Linked DNA regions of Bombyx mori: region 1 is linked to region 2. Evidence: chromatin contacts called from public Hi-C data. All regions are on one chromosome and are shown on one strand. Each heading gives the region's core, a stretch centred on a gene start, on an enhancer-like site or on the middle of the called end of the contact. The rest is flanking DNA. Distances are from core to core; before and after follow the strand shown.

Region 1 (7,603 bases), core at 3,518-6,017, 130 kb after region 2:
TGATACACAACTGCATTCGTTTTTACACCTTTCTCACAAAAATGTACCTCTGTTAAGCCCCAATAAGAAACTCCCAACCATACCATGAGCGAGGATGGAAAATGACCTCGTTGGACACGCGGAATACGGTTGCTCGCTTCTTCACTACTGTGTGCGTACACCTTATCATTTTGTTTGTTGTAGCTCTCTTCTACGGTAAAAATTTTTTCATCCGAAAAAAGAATTTCCCGATATATTTTTCCCGCGTACCGCTTCAACAAAGCGCGGCATCTCTTCAGTCTCAGGTCCATTAGACGAGCATTCAAACGATGTCCTGCTTTTCTTCGATATGCCCGAAGCCCTAAGTCTTCATTTAACTCCCTTTTCACCGTGGTTCTGCTTAACCCTATCTGAAGGGGCAACAGTTTCATTACATTTGGGATTTCTTTGAATTCGCGCCTTCACAGCTTTTATCACTGCTGGAGTCCTAACAGACCGAGGGCGACCACTCCTTGACCTGTCATCTACACTAGAGTCTTCATTGTATCGTTTGATGGTACGATAAACGAATATTTTGGTTATATTCAAATTGTTCTGTATGTTAAAAATTTTAATTGGCGCGCAACCGCAACGATGCAACGCAATAACTGCAACACGGTCTTCTTTAAGCGTCCACTCCATATTTAAAAATGAGTAAATTTCTAAAAGTATACATTTTTATTTTACATGAACAATTCGAAATTCGAATTCAATAAACTTTTTTGTGGCCAGCATTCTAAAAGAAAAGTTTTTACTGTGTGACAATACTTATGACCTGACTAGTTATATATATATATAAAAATGAATTGCTGTTCGTTAGTCTCGCTAAAACTCGAGAACGGCTGGACCGATTTGGCTAATTTTGGTCTTGAATTATTTGTCGAAGTCCAGAGGTTTAAAAGGTAAATAAATATGAAAATGCTCAGAATTAAATAAAAATAACAATTTTGTTTTTCTTCGATGTGTTCCTTTTTGACCGATTCCTTTGTTTGTTTTAAATTTATTTTATACAAAAGTTTAGGTCTTTTATTTATCGATTGAGGCACTACGAAGTCTGCCGGGTCATCTAATAAAAACTAAATTATTGAACTCAAAAACCTATTTATAGTCTGGTTAGTATTTAGCAAGATTAATGAGACATCTATAGAATCGATTTAGAAATTGTTCAGTGAGTATTTGATGGTCGATCGTTTAAATAGAACATTGCATGGTACCTATAGGGGAAAGCTATAGAAGGCTCCGAGTGCGCGGAGCCGTAGGTCGGAGGCTCCCGAGGAATGCGGCCGGACGGAACTCTACAGCCTCCCCCTCTTTCTGCAGTTCCCCCTCAACTTCGCATACCGCCACCACCGTACGTACATATCATTACGATTCTTTTATATTTAAAGCATGTTTAGAGGTTGTAAAATCGCACAGTTTACGATTATATTTTTATAGGAAACTGTGCGAATTTAAACATTTACAATAATAGTTACAATAATTAATAAATACTTGGTATAGAGTTTTTTTTTTTTTTTAATACATTAGTTCTTGCGAGTTCATGAATCGCACAGCCTAATTATCAAAAAAGCTATTTCCATGCATTTTTATTTAAAATTTAAATTGCAAAAAGCAAAAAGTAAGTTAATAATATCATACATACATCATACATACTCATTCTTTACAAAAAAATGTGGATTTCTATTTTTCCTTGTGTAATAAATAGTTCATTAATAAATCACTTTTTCCCATAAACGTTGTTTATTCAATATAAAAATCATTGTCTTCTAACTCTAAGAAAGAAAATAGAGTCAATTCCGATGAACGACAGGGTTAACTTTATTACTAAGTAATAAAAGAGATGTAAGTTTCGTGGCATGACGACATAATCATTAAAGTGCTGGTCTCACAATTCCACATTCCCTCCTTAGATCCAGTTTAAAAAAATATTAATTTCAACGCTGTTTCCACATTTTTAAAACGATATTTATATGAAGTAACGTTCAATATTAAATGTAGGAAACATCCCTGCTGCTGGAGAAAGTACGATTCAAAACGTGTTTGTGAGTTGGTGTTTTCTGACAGAAGGGCGCCCGACACATTCCCGAGACTCGAATCGTAAATTACAGTAACGCGAGCGGCGCCGGCGCCGGGAGGAGAGCTTGTTACGATATTTGAACAAATTCCCGCCGGTGTTAATCTGCATAATAACAGCGGCGGACACAAAGCGGTTGCCGACTCCCATTATGCGCGGGCGCCATCCGCAGCCCGCGCGCCACCGCCCCCGCGCCGAACCTCTCCTCCAGGTAAGGACACACAACGCCATCTCCATACGATGCCTACATATAGGTACCTACGTGATCGCTCAAACCAGACAGCGACCAACTACGATGTTAAACCCACCTTATCGCCTGCCATCGTAATGAAGGCCTGCGAAACTGTGAGAATTATTTACAAAATTTGGAATGCCAGATAACGTATAATTTGACTTCTTTTTTTTTTGTAAAGTTTCCATTCAAAGTGCTGCAAGCTCAATAAGTTCAAACAGTGTTTCTGAGATCATTTTAGGGGCTTCGTTTAGGGCATATTAATAGTTGTCTACAAAAATGTAAGTATTTCGCACCGTAATGACACTAGTGCGATGTAATTAATGGCTGCGACAAACTCCGATATTACTTTACTAACCACGAATTAGCACCAATTAATCGCTATGAAAATAATTAACTCTTTACTGGTGGTAGGAACGCCGGATGAGTACCACCACCCTGCCTATTTCTACCGTGAAGCAGTAATGCGTTTCGGTCTGAAGGGTGGGGCAGCCGTTGTAACTATACTGAGACCTTAGAACTTATACGTCAAGGTGGGTGGCGGCATTTACGTTGTAGATGTCTATGAGCCCCGGTAACCACTTAACACCAGGTGGGCCGCGAGCTCGTCCACAAATCTAAGCAATAAAAAATATATAAAAAAATTAAACAAAAATCTGTTGGTACAAGTGGAAATGAATTCTGTAAGGGCAAGACAAGGCGCGACTGGTCGAACAAGGACGGATTCTCGGACCATTATAACACGAGGATTAGTAAGTAAGTAACTACTAGTGTGACCATGCGTTTCGAAGGATGTTTTTGTTTTAGTTTTGATACTTATGCGAGTACTTTCATCTATCTGTGAAACAACTGCACTTGATAATCCCAGACACGAATTTAAAATGAAATAATGAAATTCGTTACTTTTCAAGGATAATTCTTTTTGGATTGTTTCGATGATTTAGTTTTTCAGTTTTCAAAGTTTGTGCCTGGGTGCTTAGTAGTAATCAATGGCGAAAATCGTTCCTTTTTTTGGTTACATAAGCGTTTGAAGGCTCTTGTCGTATGTTGTACAGTTTTTGAGAGATATTTTTTTATATATAGGTAAATACAGTTTCAGTGACACGTTTGTTTTTGGCTTCGTATTTTAATTGTTATTTTTGGTATCTTTGGTACAACGGAACCCGCGGACTAACAAGCAGTTGATTGCAGTTATTTTTTAAATTTTTTATTGCTCAGTTGGGTGGACGAGCTCACAGCCCACCTAATATTAAGTGGTTACTGGAGCCCATAGACATCTACAACGTAAATGCGCTACCCACCTTGAGATATAAGTTCTAAGGTCTCAAATATAGTTACAACGGCTGCCCCACCCTTCAAACCGAAACGCATTACTGCTTCACGGCAGAAATAGGCAGTTTGGTGGTACCTACCCGCGCGGACTCACAAGAGGTCCTACCACCAGTAAAGTTAGTTAGGCCACTGAGGAAAATATATATTGTTTATAATGCGCACAATAGTATTGCTGGGTATTGCAAGATTTAAATACTGTCAATAAATTAAGACTATTATACTCCTAGTTCACGGTATCGAAATGAGAACTTTCTAATTAAACATTCTCGAAAAGTATTTTCGCAGAATACATTATGACATTAAGAATTTTAATTTTCCAAAATGGTTAATGGCACAAGGTGCCAATATATAACGGTTATGAATATGTTGCACCCACGCATCGGTTAAGACGACGCGACGCGACATAGCGTCAAGGTTGCCTTCAATGATACGGCCCGCGACGGCGGATTTTTCAGTGAAATAGCTTCACCGGGTTCGGCAGCGCCGCACCGGTGACGACAGCGTCTGCGCGGACGCGCCGGTCGATGCCCCCGCCGCCACGCGATTTGGCTCCACACTCCACTCGACACAACTACTCGCTAATGTCTTGGCGATTCTTTCTTTTCTATTAGTTGCCAACCCTAATTAACGCCCAAAAGGCGGGGACCCAAAAATGAGTTTGGATTTAAAGTATTCAGATTTAAAATCTTTCAAAAATAATCAGTATAAACAATTCGAAATAAAATTTTAAGTCTTCAATTATTTAACCGAGTCTATAGATAGATATCAAATCAAAAGTTTGAATTGTATTTTTTTAAAGTTATTATCACACTATTCATATCAAGCCAATACGAAAAGGGGGTTTTGAGACAGGATACAGATAATTTAACGATAGAAATCTAGACCATAAAACAGACACCATATGGCTAAGGTTCCCCCCCTACATTTACTGTAACATGACATTTGACAAAAACAATATCGAATAATAACTGTTTATAGAACACAATATACGTATTTCATTATATTTCGAGCGGGTTCCAGAAATAAAACAACGATAATTATACATTGAAACATTTCGCAACCGATTGGCAAAATAGAACGGTCGCGATTAGGTACGATGCCGCTAGCCAAGTTAGCGCGTGATGGCACATGCCAAACGTTCGACGACACAAGCGAAACAATTCTCATGTCCGACATCTATCTTTTAAAGTCATTTGAAACAACAAAAAATACAGATAATAATAAACACGACTATACAAATGTTTCATATAAACGTAAGTTTGTTTAGTGAGGATTAAATATAGTCATGTATAGGTAGGGAACTAAGACCGAGTTCAAAGTCCATAGTGCAAATGGTAGCTGCATCCCGCTCACGCCCGCAACTTATCAATGAAATGCCTGTTGAACAGCCGTTTTCGTTCCATCAACGGCGTCTCGCGTTCCTTCTTCTGACGTAACAAAATGGCGGTCAACTTATGATACGTTGCAGTCGATTTTGCATACTTATATAGAAATTTAAAACTAAAATGGAAAATTTTTGTTCAAATTTTCTTTTTGTGATTTAAATAGAATGCGACGTATGATTTTAAACAGTTATAAATATCCGAATGCGTTACATGGATTCATGTGGTATTAAAATTAATTGTAATAGAATTTAGACTTAGACGAGTAGTGTCCCCTATATGTAGCATTTGAATATTTTTTATTTAATATTTTCAATTGGTTAAGGCTGACAAAACTAGATGGCGCTGTACTTCAACGACATAATACCACCACATTAAATTGAACTTAGTTCAAACAAAACCTGATAGATGGCGGTGCACAGCATACACCAGAATTTCCCATAACTTTCAGTAGATGACATTACCAATACTTTGTTAATCATTTAAGCGCTCTTTTTCAATTTATTTCAAAAATTTGATATTGATATTGAATTATCATAAATTTGATTTGATGAATAAATCATGATTTACAAATCACAAGGAAATTAAATTAAAAAACACACTCAGATTTGATAAAAATTAAAAACGAAATCCATACCGTATTACTTAATTACCGCGACTTACCTTGATGACTGGAACATGGCTTTGTCGTTGGGGGCTGTGGCACCAAACGAGACGCCAACAGCCAACCCCTCAGGTATATTGTGGACTGTTATTGCGACTACAAGCAGCATGATACGCTTCCACTGTGACTGGCGCGCTTCCAACGACTTAGATATGCTGTCGCGGTGATCACCTTCTCCGTTCTCGCCAATTTTCTGCAATGTACATTAACTTTGCAAATTATGTCGTTTTCGAACGCAACGACGATTTTTTTTTTATTTAAATTGTCACGGAAAATCAAACGAAACTTGATTATTTGTTATTGCTGTGAGAAGGACATATTTATTTTTCAAAATCGTGCGTGGTTTTTTTTTCCTTTACCTTAACGGCACAAACTGTTCTATGTTGTAAAATTACAGAATTAAAATTACAGAACAGAAACAAACAACAAAATTACAGAACAGAAAAGTTACAAAATAAAATTATTATATTTAAATTAATTTGAACTTGTTCTTGCTCTTATGACAGTGTGCCAGTTATGTGGGGTCGGTGTAGCATGTCCTCTGATCATACTGTATAGGGATTTGGTATGAGTTTTAGGACCAATCGCCTGCCTGAAGACAAGCTTTTTTGACGTTTTTGTCTTCTTTTAAGGTTTCTTTTACGTCTTAACATTTACATTAAATATTGGTTTTCAAATACCAAAAAGATTAAAATATATCATATTTTATTCGTTTTTCTGTATTTTCACGACAACTTTTAAAACGAACACATATACAGGGTATCCCAGAACACAAATTAAATAATTATTTTAGAATTTCGATAATACCGATCTTCTTCTGAGGAAACTTGGCTTAGTGTATATATTTTTTTAGTAGTAATCAAAGTTTAGTGATAGTAAGTTTAGAGTTAATTTAACGATCATATGTACGTATTTTTTCTAAAAATAAATTTGTTTTCTTTTTCATTGATCTGACAACAAACTAGTTTGTCTAATTCCATAGCCAAAACAGCATTAAAGCTTACAAACAATTCAAAACTCTAATAACAATGTCGAACAATTTTACTCCCGATTTAGTATATTTTTTAAATTTCTCAATAAAATGGCTACTACTCGAGTTCTACTGTGTGTAGAGTGCTGTTTTTTTATGGCTCCTCATAAAAAAACCTTTCCCTCGACGCTAGGTTATCGATACCTTTTGGGACACTCATTATATTAATACATTAGCATAAATCACAATTCGAAAGAAGTTGAAATCATCGATATACGACTTTATGCCTGTACTGTAGATAAATACTTATCGTTTCAGCCAATTAACATTAACGTTGTCAATCACAAGACGGACAAGACGTTCCGATTTGAACAGTAGGATAGTTGTTGTTTTAATTTTATTAGTAATAACACGAAGCGACGAGCCGAGAATGTTATTATGTAAACATGAAGTTCTTTATTATAATTATGTTCATTTAATTTTTCCGATAAGCAAATGTTTTTACATCGACGACGTGCCATACAAAGCGCTGACCCAGATCGGGTGCAAAGTCGCATAATTTCTATTTCACAATTGAGTATTTATTTTGTATGTCATCAAATTTTTGCTCGAGATTTCAATCACATATTTCGTTGCGATTTCAAATCGGTATTTTTTTCTAAACTGATCAGTGGGCTCAGTGCAAGTTTTTTAACGCTCCCGATAGCGTAAAAGTTAACTCAAATTTGTATGGAGTTGGAAAGTTTACCTACGTTTGCCGCTAGGGGCGCTGTTCCAACTCCATACAAATTTAAGTTAACTTTTACGCTATCGAGAGCGTTAAGCTAAGTAAGCACACTGTTAGTAATGTACCTACCATGAATCGAATGCGAATAAATCGCTAAACGAGGTTAACGACCTGGTATGTCGGTACGCTTTGGATTACGGGCGT
Region 2 (7,590 bases), core at 143-2,642:
GTTAAAAATTAAATCGATAACCAAAAAAGGCGAGGGGAATTAAAGTTTGATTGATTAATACCTACAGTTTTTTACAGTATTATAAAAATATGTGTTGTAAAGGAAGAATATTATTACAAAAATTGGTCCAATTAATTATTTAGCTATCGTTTAGTTTCAAAAACTATATTTTGTGGACTAATAAAAACGAATGATGTATATTGAATTTAAAACAATTTATATTAGAATTTAATTCGTGAAATTATTAAAATTTAATTTTATATCCATGTTCTCCCATATATTAATATAAGTTATATATATATAATATAAATTAAGTACTAAAATAATAAAAATAGTTACTTTATGAACGAATTATTATTAACTCTGCAGGTAACGGTAAAGTTTTAAGTTTAGTACGTAAAATATATATTTTTTGTTTAGAAAAACAAAGAAAACGCTATTAATTAGCCTTCTAAAATTTCAGTTTATGAACATGATCATTCAAATTAGGTATTGTTTTGTTAAAGAACAAAATGAATTAACAATAAGTTTAGCTGCGTATTGCGAAGTAGTAATATTATATTAAGCCAACTAACAAAATTAGCAAATAACAAAAAAAAAAAAAACTTTAATTTTAACCCAAGCATGAAATAGCCATGAATGTTTTTTTTATCAAAATATTTAATTACCAATCTTCGATATGATTTAAAAATAGATTAACAGTACCGTTAACTTTTTAGGGCTTAAAAGGTCAATGTAAAATTAATGCAATTTATTAATATTAACTAATAAGAATTAATGAGTGTGAATAGTAAATTGCTGAAACGTATTTGTTTAAGAAAGCCACAGGTAAGTATGTAACTGCCACTTGTTGGTAGCATAATGAGGGTAGATAGAGCAGGAGTCGTGCTGTATTCGCTTCTCTCAGGCGTGACGTCCGGCCGGGGTCAGCGAACGCAGGAGCAACGATTCCTTTCTTATGCCCGACAGACGACCCTCCTAGCTGTGCCATTCACGTCCCTTACTACAAAAACACTCTTAAAACATTCCCTATTCCACTCGTACTCACCAGCTTCGAGCTACATCTCTCGAGTTCGCGTAGTTCGTTCACAGTAAACCGATTCGTATGTACCGGTAGACACAGTTTCACTGGATAGTAAACACAAACATTGTACGTGCTATCGGAAGGATATTGTCACGGTTCAGGTAAACGTTGTGAGATATGATCGCGTCTCCGGCGCAGGCGCAGCGACCAGCGCTAACAGATTAATCGTAGCAATGTATCACACGTGCAGTCCGCGCTGGCGGCCCTTCTATTTGTAAACCGGCGCCGAGGGCCGTGCATTCCTAGCGTGCCTCAAGCCCTGCGCGCCTCCACCCGAACGATCCCGTCCATCGTCTGCCGCCGAGACCGACGTACAATTCCGTTTCGATTGCAAGCCTCTTTCTAATGTTTTCTCCGCGAGCGGCAATGGATCGTGCTCACCACGATGTTGCCGTGTTTCTATGAATCGGCTCGATTTTGAACTCTATAAGCAAAGCTACTGTAGCTGTCAAATGTTCGATATTCTCGAGATCAATTCTCGTCAAATTCTTCAACCTTATATGGAGTTGTAAATGCTTTCGAACCCGGGGTTTAAATGATTGTAAATCATTTGATGTGTTTTTATTTGTGGATACAGGTGTTATCGAGAACGCCGAAAGGTATTCGGTTAAGTTGACGAAACTTACTTATTTGTGTGGTCCGCCTAACAAGTGACAACGTAGGTACATAACGATCTAGCTTATCTTAAATATTCTCTCCTTGTTATGTTTCGGTCAATATCATAGGAAAACTTAACATATGGATATTAGTTGCATAATATGCGAGATGTAAACAGTAATAGGAGTAACATGAGAATTGAGTATTTGTAGTTAAGTAGGTACGGGCACTGCATTCCGATGAATGGTGAGGGGCCGGCGCCTGGATATGTCGGAGGGCCGGGGGGTGCGGGGGAGGGGAGAGGACACGTACGCATGCCTGCGCGTGCGCCTGTTGCGACAAACGCATGCCACTACTCATGCTAACAGGTGCCTTCATAACTATTTACCTTTCAAAACTATTCACTTACCAAGGTATGCATTAGGAACAAGAATGGTATAACGGAGCTTTGGATAGTAAGGTTTTATTAGAAAACTGACGTGACCCCTTTCAGGTGTAATTGTATATAGAAAATATTACTTATTTACGTTAGCTAGGTTACGTTTTGATAGATTATTCTAAAAACCTTGAGTATAAAGCTGTGGGAAAAATGAAATGGATGGAATGAGATAAATTAGATCGTACTAGGGCCTTACGTAGGTACTAGACTTTAGTCACAGAGACTAAGGTATCAAAGCGCACACGTGTTCCAGCGAGGCTACTCATCCAAGTTCAAATCTAAATCCGCATTCCTTGACCGTGGAAATGCTAATTAATTTCACGGAAAAAGGATGACAATCATTCGAAGAATTTCCGCACGTATAGGAGGTACCTACAACAAATAATTAAATTGTGATTTGATTCGATGAGTCAAAAACTATTTTATCTAATCATTAATTTGTTGATTGAACATAGTGAACGAGGGCAATCAGCGGTCGACGGCGCTGGAGCCAATTGTGGGAGTGCGAGGTTTATGGAATGTTAACGAGCGTGGTGCACTGTCGCAAATTGCTCACGACGAACTTTGAAACGTTGGCCCGAACATGTTCCTATGGAATGCGGATGCTACCGAGACCCTGCACTTCTTTGATCATTGATAAGCATTTCATCACACACTGAGTAACTACTTGGTTATACGAGGCCACTATTGATCTTCTGATGTTTGATGCGTCTTTTTATGAGATAGCTTTGATGTTCGTAATAGCGTAGAAGTGGTGGCTTGAATATGAATTAAGTTCGGGCGAACCTTGATTTGAATGGGTAACACAAGCTGGTGGTTAGGGGACATGACAATAGAGTGAAGATGTAAGAGAGCAGCTTGCGCGCGTGGGGGCGGTCTGATGCTGGCGCGTGCGCAGCCGGACAGGTGCGCCCGTGCAGCCGGCCTGCTTGTTAAAAGGCCGCGCGAGAATTCCCCATCCGCTTCACTAATTACATTTAGGGTCCCGCTTACTACGATCGTTATCTCTATCAATCCGTATGTAACGTTTTCGTAAAATCGGGAATAAGGATAGACCGCCGAAATCGCTACAACGCAAACACATATGTATGAATCTGGAGAATCATTGAATCCGTTTCGAACGTATGTGATTCTGATAAAGTATATCAATTGGTGAATCGGTATTCATAAATTTTCAAAACATGCAACATGCAAAAAAAGGCAATTATTTTGGACACAAAAAAAAAATTAGCGGTTACGAGACGAATCGGTATCAACCGTCCAACGTAAACATCTCTATCGAATGGGATAGCGTTATCTTATCTCTTGCACGCATTGCAACAAAATTCCTTATATCGTTCATTATTTAGTCTCCGTCTAAAATAATGAAAAATTTCTCGCGAAATAGGAAACGTCTTAAGCACCATATTTTATTTAGAATGTTTCTTTTTTATAAATACACATTATATTTTTGTTTTCGTTTATTCTGATTGTTGTTAATTCTGTAAACGTAACGTTTCTTCCAATCTAACCCAATTTGCTAGTACTAGTACTAATACTAGTACTAGTACTAGCAAATTGTACCTAGTACTAGTATTAATACTAGGTATTACTGGTGGTAGGACCTCTTGTGTGTCCGCACGGGTAGGTACCACTACCCCGCCTATTTCTGCCGTGAAGCAGTAATGCGTTTCGGTTTGAAGGGTGGGGCAGCCGTTGTAACTATACTGAGACCTTAGAACTTATATCTCAAGGTGGTGGCACATTTACGTTGTAGATGTCTATGGGCTCCAGTAACCACTTAACACCAGGTGGGCTGTGAGCTCGCCCATCCATCTAAGCAAAAAATAAAAAACATATAGACTCCCCCACGAGTACTCTGAGTCACGGATGACTGTCACAATGCTGTGAAGGGATTAACTGCTTAATGCGTATTTGAGCTGTTTTTTAAATTTAATCCTTCACGACACAAACTTCTAATATTTAGAAAAGTACGTACTTAATGTTATTTCCTTCAAATACTGATCTTCAAGTCATTTTAAAGAATAGGCAACGACAAAGCAATTAAGCACAAGTTTCTCCACTCATACTCCTATATTATTTCTATTGTAATGTATGATGTAATGACTCTTAAGTATTAACAATAAAATTAATTTGTATACAGCCACTTTTCTTTTTAAAAAATAGAATAAATGGTTAAACACCATTTTCTCTGATGTTTGACACCCAGTTTTGTTCTTTTTTTAAATCTAGTTTAAGTTCTATTGACAAGCTTTAGTGTTATCGATAAAGTTGTTTTGAAGACAGTCAGTGCATTTCTTTAATATTTCAATAACAAAACAAAAATAACATGAAATGAGTTTAGATTTTGAGGTGTGGTATTTTGGTCGAATTTCCAACACTGAGAAAACATACTTGTGGATACTCCTTACTACTACTCTCCTTAGCCGACACGGCGATCACTTCGAAATCCGTTTCTAATTGTCACGGTGAGCTCGTGTGTGGCTAACATAGCCGATTTTATTCCTAAACGTTAGTGTACATTGCGGACATGTGAGCACACAATAATAATAGTTGTAAGAGATAGCACAGGGCAGGCGTGCTTTCAGTTCATTGCGTCGATCATCTGTTTCAGAGCAGCGTTTCTTCTTAAAGTTTTTTACTCTGGTTTTCACCAAAGACTTCCGTTCCGGTCGTCGAGTGGCTGTTTGCTCCCACTCAGAAGGCTCAATGTGACGCTTAAGCACATCTTTGTACCGGAGGAGTTGTCCGCCATGCTTACGCTTGAACTCCTTATCACCTTAGTGTATGCTAGCAGTGCAAAAATAAGAGAATTTTGTCCAACAACAGTAATATGGACGAATTTATATCACATAGCACAACGCAAAAGAATGTCGCCTAAGTCATAATCCTTTGAAGTTTGTAGAAGAAGAAACAGAAACATTAAAAGCTATTTATTATTTGTACTTAGGCGTTGGCCATTCTACCGCTTTAGTATATCTCTCCTTGGCACAAATTTATGGCTTAATCAACGATCCTTTCAATTGATTCCAAAGAAATAATTAGATTAATTAATTATATTAAATAATCCAATCACGCTTTAAAATTCGGGCCGGGAGTGAATTTGCGAAAGTCTCATTTGATGAATCACAAATAAAACTTATATGGACTTTCTTTACTAAATTTGAAATGATTTCAATTATAATGCTGTTTGAAATTTTTCCGAAAATTAGATTTACAGTTCTATTTTTCTTCATGAAACCTGCCGTTTCCTATAAAACCATTCCTAGCAATCTCATGATTAATCTTCGACTTCATCACTCCAAAAACGAGGTTGACTTTCAGGGTCAGTAGTGAAACATCTATGGGCTTCTGTTCATTTATTATAATCTCATCATATAGGCGCATTCCCGATTGAGCTTCCAAGCTCACGTAAAAGTCAATTATTATTCACTAAATCATGAATTCAAAATTTTGAACGCACACCGAATTTAATAACAGTACCAATTGAAGATATTGGATATTATAGTATTGGATTGATAACAAAAATTCTCATTTGTCAAAAGTCAGCACTGGTAATCTGGCTCTTTTCTACAGAGCGTTCTTTCTTAAGTTCTCCAAAGTGTATTTTCTTCTGAGACGCTCACTCTTGTTGAAGCTCGAATCAATATTCTATATCTGATATTTCAATGCTTTCGTCACGATTTGTTGCCAGTTTTGCAGCTTTCAACATCGAGATCATCGAAATGAAATTCTCTGTTGAGGTGGTCCAGCAAGATCACGATAGCTCACATGTTCTCTTCTCTTATTCATTAATTTCGGGATGATAATGCCCTCCAATGATTAGTTTGATGAAAAATCTTCACAGATTCTCGGTTGTAGGCTTATACTCGTAAATGTACTAAATCAAATGTTCACGATTGACTTCCACGGTGAAGGAATAACATCGTGTAATAAAAATCAAACCCGCAAAATTATAATTTGCGTAATTACTGGTGGTAGGACCTCTTGGGAGTCCGCACGGGTAGGTACCACCGCCCCGCCTATTTCTGCCGTGAAGCAATAATGTGTTTCGGTTTGAAGGGTGGGGCAGCCGTTGTAACTATACTGAGATCTTAGAACTTATATCTCAAGGTGGGTGGCGCATTTACGTTATAGAACCACTAGTAACCACTTAACACCAGGTGGACTGTGAGCTCGTCCACCCATCTATTCAATAAAAAAACCGTTTACCGTACTAATGGAATAAAAAAGTTAAATACTTTATTTGTGAATAAACAGAGTCCTCCAATAGAAGAGGGTCTTTTAATTTCAGGCTTAATTTCTTCATTACAATGATACTTTTGCATCGACGTCAAATCCACTTAATAGTGAGTGGTACGCTTTTTTATTTTTTTATTGCTTAGATTTGTGGATATCAGTAATTCTGCATTGTGTTGTTATACATAGTAAATAGGGGCGTATAATATCACTAATACGCTTTTAAAAAAATATTCCGGATTTTCTTCTTTTTTTGGATTGGAGGGATTGGTAGGCCAAGGCTTCCAAGTCCAAGAAGAAAGGCTTTGCTTGAACATCTCCAAAGGGGGCTAACCGCTAAAGAGCAGCTGCTTTGCGATACCCACCACCAAGTCATAATGGCGACCCGCTGAACAGATCCTGCGAAAACCCTTGGATCTGATGCCATGGACTAAGTATCACGTCGAACTTTACCTTCGTAGTGAAGATATTATCAGGACATTCTAATACGTCAATGGTAATTTGAAAAATCGACTGAATAATTTAATGAAAAAGTGAGTACCTGGTATAACGACGACAGCCCATTTTTTTTTATTTATTTTTTTCCTAGTGCGCTCACGGGGCTCAAACCTGATGACGTTGCTAACACGAACCCTAGCAAGAGTCGTGCTTCGCAGAATCTACCACCGGATCGGAAACGCGACCCACTGAGAAGATCCGGCGAGAAACTCAGTGGGCTGTGTCTGGGAGTTAATTTACTCGTCGAGCCCTTCGTCGCAAGCGACGGGTTCGACGAGAACGGTGACCGGTGCTTTAAGTACCTAGAAGCACCGTTAGTGGATCGGGAGGATCCGAGATGACGTGTTTTGGGCGACGTCGACTGCTTTCCATTCTGTCCGCAGGATCGGGAATGTAGTTACCGGCGGCCACGATGAGAGGGTTCTCGTGTCGTGCCGCTTTATCGAAGTGGCGCATCGACGCCAACTGAAGATACTTACTGATGGACTCTAAGTCCAGGTCGTCATGGAGGTCGACGTTCCTGACGAACCACGGGGCTCCGACGGCTATCCTGCAAAAACGGGATTGAATAGTTTGAAAGGATTTTAAGTGAGTGCGGGCCGCGTGAGCGAACACTACACTTGCATAGGTCATGACGGGGCGTATGCAAGTTTTGTAGAGTGTCACCTTATTTCTAAGGGACATTTTACTTCGCCTGCATAACATCGGGTAGAGACGTCCTAGAATGAAGGCG

The links. Hi-C and Micro-C count contacts between places; a contact is called where the count stands out from the background.
Region 1: a contact with region 2 is called in a Hi-C map of whole pupa, with 2.8 times the contacts expected there. The contact joins two enhancer-like sites. A contact is called at or near these places in 3 of 7 Hi-C or Micro-C datasets (an unstated tissue and whole pupa).

The regions. Positions count from the first base shown.
Region 1 is chr11:11,395,609-11,403,211 of ASM3026992v2, forward strand. It overlaps LOC101744766 (zinc transporter ZIP11), which reads right to left. Exons shown (of 7, transcript XM_004931471.5): 4 at 5,702-5,895. Among protein-coding and RNA genes, the nearest start is that of LOC101744766, 13 kb to the right of the region's middle. Within about 2 kb of position 4,768, at least 8 of the 8 cell types and tissues checked have open chromatin away from gene starts, as enhancers often do.
Region 2 is chr11:11,272,304-11,279,893 of ASM3026992v2, forward strand. No RefSeq gene overlaps it. Among protein-coding and RNA genes, the nearest start is that of LOC119629108, 8.3 kb to the left of the region's middle. Within about 2 kb of position 1,393, at least 7 of the 8 cell types and tissues checked have open chromatin away from gene starts, as enhancers often do.